Linked DNA regions of Zea mays: region 2 is linked to region 1. A link is a contact called in public Hi-C data. All regions are on one chromosome and are shown on one strand. The core of a region is the stretch at or near the end of the contact, and the rest is flanking DNA. Distances in the headings are between cores, read along the strand shown. Region 1 holds the start of LOC100276033. Region 2 holds the start of LOC100283412.

Region 1 (3,067 bases), core at 256-2,755:
CACCATATAAGTACTCGAGTTTCTTATAATCCCCAACCTCGAAGCCTCTCTATTTCATGATTTTATTGGACCGCATCAACAAGAACCAAACCACCCTCAACTAACTCATGTGCACACATTTGTCCTTTTCTCAAACCACCATAATTCCAACCATCATAAAAACTCCAGATTTCTGTAGAAATACACGCGGAGAGGAGTGATACAGTGAAGGAGGTCGTGTTAAGCAAAGGGAAAAGGAGGTTTATCCCGTCTTGTTTGGATACTCTCGTATTTAAAATGGCTTCATCCTAACCAAATACGATAGTATTCAAATACGAGAGTATCCAAACACAAAGACATGCAGAGATTTCTGGTTTGGTTAGGCTTATCCCGATTTTAGGTCTTGTTTGGATACTCTCGTATTCATCTCAATCCATACGTATTGAGCTGGATTAGGGTATATTTCAATTCACATCAATGCACGTGGATTGAGGTGAATACGATAGGATGAAGCCCAACAAAACGACTTTGTTTAGCTTCACCTCACCTTGATAGGATAAAATAAAAGGTTTTATTGGTAAATCATTTTTAAAACCTATTCTCACAGAGTAGGATGAAGCCCAACAAAATGACTTTGTTTAGCTTCACCTCACCCTGATAGGCCTTAGAAAGAACTCAACAAAACCACTCTATCCTGGCGAGAAAGAAACACACATGGAGAGAAAAAACTCACACGACCACCGAAGCAAGCAAACCGCTTTGACTATCTTCAACAACATTACTGATCTCACCTTCTATTGCAATCCCTACTCTTTCACTGTAAACCAACGTTTTTTACATGACCATGTACACGATCTACTGGCCATAATCTAAAGAGCACATCCACCGATGCATGCAAGAACTAGAGCATGTGGGTCGTCGAGATGTGTAAACCATCAAGGGTGCGCCCATCGACATGCACGGTCCATCGGGGCACATGGTCATAAGAGCAGGTGGCTCACCAGTGTGATTGCAGGCGGTAGACATACATTAAGAGAAGATAAGAGATAATATATCTTGTGCAATTAATCATTATAATCAAACAATGTAATGCATTCAATTAAAATTCAACGGCAACTGCTATTTTATATTTAACCATTTTTATCTGAAACTTAGTAACTACTTTACATTCAATCCTTTTCATCTAAAACAATAATCGCCGTTAAATTTTGATTGGATGCGTTAGATTACTTGACTGCACGGTCACATCAACATAATTGATTGCACAATATATGTTCTCTAGATAAGGATAGAAAAAAGAATATTTTTGCCTTTTCATTTGTTTTTGTCCATTATAAAGAGTTATTTTAAATGTATTCAGCTTGATCGAGAGAGCTCTTCACTCCCCATATCCGCTACCCGTGGAACACCACTTTAACTAGTTATGGAGTGCATCTGGCCGTCCATCATCTAATCTCTGTCTATCCATCCGTCCATTCCCTCCTCGCCTCCTAACGAATCCTACCCATCCCATTCCCACTCCGCCACTCGGCCACTCGACACCACCCTCCGCGCTCCGCATCCGCTCCTCCCTCTGCTGCCGTGCCGGTGCCGCTAGCCATCCCCACTTCTCACCCGCCCCCTCTCCTCTACTGCCGCCAGCCGCAACAAAGATATGGATAGAGCGGCCGCGACAGCCGCAGACATTATCGTCATGATCCCATCGCTCTCGCCTTCGCCTTTGTAGCACTACCTCCTCGTCCATCCGCCCCCCTATTTCGTCCCACTCGGGTTGCTAGATCGGACTGGATCTCTCTGCCCGTTTCTTGGAGCAGAGATGGCCGAAATGACCGTGACTGTCGCGGCCGCCAAAAGCACCCTCCGGACGTGCCCCGGCGCCCGCCGTGCTGCGGTTCTTGGTCGGTGGATGCCTCTTGCACCAGCGGCGCCCGCCAACTTGAAGTGAGGGGATTGGCCAAGATTCAGTTTTTTTTAACCATCCTCTTTTCGCTGCACTAAACACCGAGCCTTTGTTTAGCATTTTTTTCTTTTCTGCCAAAGGTTGCAGTTGACTTGCAGAGAATATACGTTTGTTCGATTGGGACTGTACAATTTAGCTTCATTCTTGAATTTGTTAGTACATGATGCTCTTTGGTTCACATCATGATGGCATGGCTTGTTTCTTTGATTCTATTTGAGGGGAAGAATATACTACACAATGATTGCAGACCGGCTTTTGCTTGGCATCATATATGGATGTTATATTTCACAGTATGAGTGAGGCTTGGAAGCCGCTTCCAAAAAATTCCTTACACTCATCATCCTTCCAAGCTTGTTCGAGTTCTTAATTTCTAGTTAATTGCAGTCAAAATATTTTAGATTGGTCTTAGAACAAAACAGTCTAGCCCTATGTCCTTGAACTCCAACCGTATGATATTTTTATGTTAAGAATCTGACAATATATTATCTTGTTTGTCTCTGACGTCATGGATTTGACAGTTTCTATGGTCTTATGTACTAATTTAAACATTCTATAGTTTGCTGAGTCCATTTGCCGCAGCAAGTCGGTATGAACCAAAAGTTGGGGTTTCATATTTTAGTCTCTGAGTCTATCGTAAATAAAAGCTGAAGTAAGAGTATACTTATCTGTAATATTTCAAAAATAGTGCATGAATTTTTCTTAGGAGGCTCCTAGTTTAGTTGTTTCGTAGTGCAATGATGTTAATACTGACCTATTGTTATTTGTTATTCTGTGTCTTATAGTGTCATGGTATCTCAATATTGAACTCCACTATGTTGCCTTTTTTCAGTTTGGAGTGTTTGTAACTGATCTTTTCCTATCTCCAGATTGTTCTCTCCAGCTGTGAGGGTTCCAAGGGCTACTTCCCCTGCGGCGGTTGAGGTACATAGCATAGGTTACCTAAAACATTGGGTGAACTTCCTTGTTCAACCACGTATACTTTGGTTAGCAGGATGGGAGCAACACTGATATAGTCCCTATCCCGAAAGTTATAATAGACCAAGACTCAGATCCGGATGCAACCATTGTAGAAATAACCTTGGGTGATCGTCTTGGCGATCTCCTTGATACGGTATGTTATTCACATAA
Region 2 (3,067 bases), core at 397-2,896, 210 kb before region 1:
TATTAGGTTGCAAAATGAGTTTCCCAAGAATGCCATGAGAGCTATACGTAGTGACAATGGGATACATAATTAAAAATTACTCATTTTGAGACCTTTTGTGCTTCTTTGGGACTTGAGTATTAGTTTTCATCTTTGTATGTGCCTCAGCAGAATGACATTGTTGAACGCAAAAATCGGACTCTTGTTGATATGGCTAGGACGATGCTTGATGAGCATAGGGCTCCTAGGCATTTTTGGGCCAAAGAGATCAACATTATCTGCCATGTGTCGAACCACATTTTTCTTTGAACTTTCTTGAACAAGACTTCATATGAGTTGTGGTTTGGATGGCCACCCAACGTTAGTCATTTCAGGGTGTTTGGCTGCATATGCTTTGTGCTGAAACAGGGCAATTCAGACAAATTTGAGTCTCGGTCTTCTGATGGGGTTTTCCTGGGTTATGTATTACATTCTCGTGCTTATCGTGTTCTTAACCTGGAGACTAACCGCATTATGGAGACTTATGAGGTAACATTCGATGAGATTGCACCTTGTCCATCCCCTGTCTTTGAGCTTGCAGGTCCAGATCGGATGGGACAGACCATCTTTGTGGAGGAGAAGCATGACGACGCCGATTCAGGTGATCCCAAGCCGACTCAACCAGTTGCCCTAGTTGAGCCTGCTTCCACGACTTCGACTAATGGACCCGACCCCACTTCTTCCACCACTTAGGGTCAGCTCGAGCCAGCTCCTGCTGAGACTGGAGGAGTTGAGGCTGTTGTTGAGGGGGAGGCTACCTCTTCGAGGACGACTCCACGGCACATTCAACACGATCACCCTCCTTAATAGATGATTGGTGAGATTGATGAGCGAGTCACTCGCTCTAGGTATCAGCAGATGTCCCACTTTGCTCACTCAGCTTTTGTTGCAACTTTTGAGCCCCAGGATGTTGGACACGCTCTATCCGATCCTCGCTTGGTCAATGCTATGCATGAGAAGCTTGAAAATTTTGAGTGAAATCAGGTTTGGGTTTTGGTACCACCTCCTTCAAACGGCCATCCCATAGGTACAAAATGGGTTTTCAAAAACAAAGAGAGTGAGGATGAGTTGGTAGTGAGAAATAAGGCGAGGTTGGTAGCCCAAGGGTTCTGGCTGAGCTTCTTTCTCCGCTTGCTTGCTCTCTCCCTATATATCTAGCGGTATACTACCTATATCATCTCCAGATGCCCAGGTCTTTGTCGTGTCTTTCTCCGGCAACGAACAAGTATGTCTGCCTCTTCCCTTCCCCTCCTGCTCTACGAAACCTTGGAAGTGGAGGAGACGAGGGATAGAGATCTCTGATTTGCTGCCTATGTTACCCGTGCGTTCATAAAAAATATTATGCGAAGAACGAAGACAATTAATAAAAAATCTGGAGATTTTTTTGTTGGATAATTTACGTGGGTATTGTTGTGATCCGTCGTAACGCACGGGTAACCGACTAATATTTATAACGTGATAGATAACTGATAAAATTAGATATTTGTTTAGATGCAACTTTAATTAGACATTCTTTCCGTTCTTTTTCATTTGCCATGTTTTAGTTTAGAAATAAACTAGCCAACTAGAAATACCGGAGAACGCACACTAAGGCCATTACCACTGGGAGCGTTGGCAGCAGCCTAACAAATCCATTCATCCCGCTGTGTCTGTGTATTGTAGTATCAGCCAAAAAAAAAAGAAGAATACCCCGAACACGACCAGAAGGCCTACTAAACCCTGCCGCCGCCGCCGCCGCGCCATGGCCGACGAGCTCGACGAGCTGATCGGCTTCCTCTCCGACCGCAACCCCCAGGTGCGGGGCGCGGCGGCGGACATCGTGCGCGGGCTGACGGGTGGGGAGGACGGCCTCCGGGCGCTCACGGCGCGCGCCGATAGCGCCCTTCCGGCGTTGCTCCGCCTGCTGGCCTCCGCGGGCGGAAGTGGCTCGGGAGAGGCCGCGGCGGACTCGCTCGTCAACCTCAGCCAGGACGCGGCCCTCGCAGCGCGCCTTGTCGCGCTCGGGGCCGTCGATGCCGCCATGGACGTCGTGGCCAAGCGAGGCGGGGAGCAGCCAGCTCTCGCGCGCAGACTCGTCATGCTGCTCGTTAACCTAACCCACGTTGAGTCCGGCGTCGCCGCGCTCCTCCAGGTCCGTTGAGCCATTCTATTCGAGCAGAGTGCCACTTAGTTTGTGATCATCGGAGGTAAGGAGCGAGAATGTAACACTGAACAAAGAAAGCTGTTGCAAAACATTAAATTAGAAACCTTGCCTGACGTATGCCCACAATAAATCTGGATCATTTGATCCAAACCATTCATTGCCAAAAATAGAACACATCCCAAAAGTCCCAAACCACCAAGAACAAATTATAAGATAGAAAAGCAAGAGTTTGAATAGCTAAACCAGCATGACTCTTAAGATTAAGCTCCTGACTGTAATATCCTCAGTCCACCTGAGGATGTAAAAACAGAAATTGCGACAATATCAACACCATCCTTCGAATGCCAACAGGTGATTCCTTTATTATGCATCCCTGGGAGCTGCAACACAGAGACCATGGTAGAGAAGGCATAACCAGTAATTCAACTGATTATGCATCCCTGGAGCTGCTGCAGTTATAAAAAAACAGATCAAGTGAGCTCATCTGCAACAAATGGCAAGAGCAATCAAGAACTAGGTAGCAAAACCAAATCAGTAACATGAACATGAAGCTTGCACATGATACAGCAATTGAATGCAATGTTGCCACCTGGATCAAATTATATGAGAGAAGATAGCAATCATTCCTTGGTAAAATAAGATGTAATATTTGTCGACAAGGGAGCAAAAAATACCTTACAATAAATCTTTTTTTCGGCCTGCGTTTCAGTTATACATGCACCAAGCCAGTGTTGCAGCTTAGTTCAGATAACCTGGAAAGCCGTAGCTGTTCTCGATCAGTTTCTGAAAAAGAGCATTTAATCAGCTCTCACAGCAAGATTAATGAATTATCATAAATAAATGAATTAATCAATTGTAAGAAAAACTCGGCCGGGGAGGGAAAGACCGTCCTCCCGGTATTATATC

What was found. A called contact is a pair of places that touch in the nucleus more often than the background predicts.
Region 2: a Hi-C map of leaf shows a contact between it and region 1, with 4 times the contacts expected there. The contact joins the promoter of LOC100283412 here to the promoter of LOC100276033 in region 1. A contact is called at or near these places in 3 of 25 Hi-C or Micro-C datasets (all in leaf).

The regions. Positions count from the first base shown.
Region 1 is chr5:36,028,924-36,031,990 of Zm-B73-REFERENCE-NAM-5.0, reverse strand. It overlaps LOC100276033, which reads left to right and starts at 1,505. Exons shown (of 10, transcript NM_001149923.1): 1 at 1,505-1,920; 2 at 2,806-2,860; 3 at 2,931-3,050. The coding sequence starts at 1,796.
Region 2 is chr5:36,237,592-36,240,658 of Zm-B73-REFERENCE-NAM-5.0, reverse strand. It overlaps LOC100283412, which reads left to right and starts at 1,646. Exons shown (of 7, transcript NM_001156313.1): 1 at 1,646-2,149. The coding sequence starts at 1,760.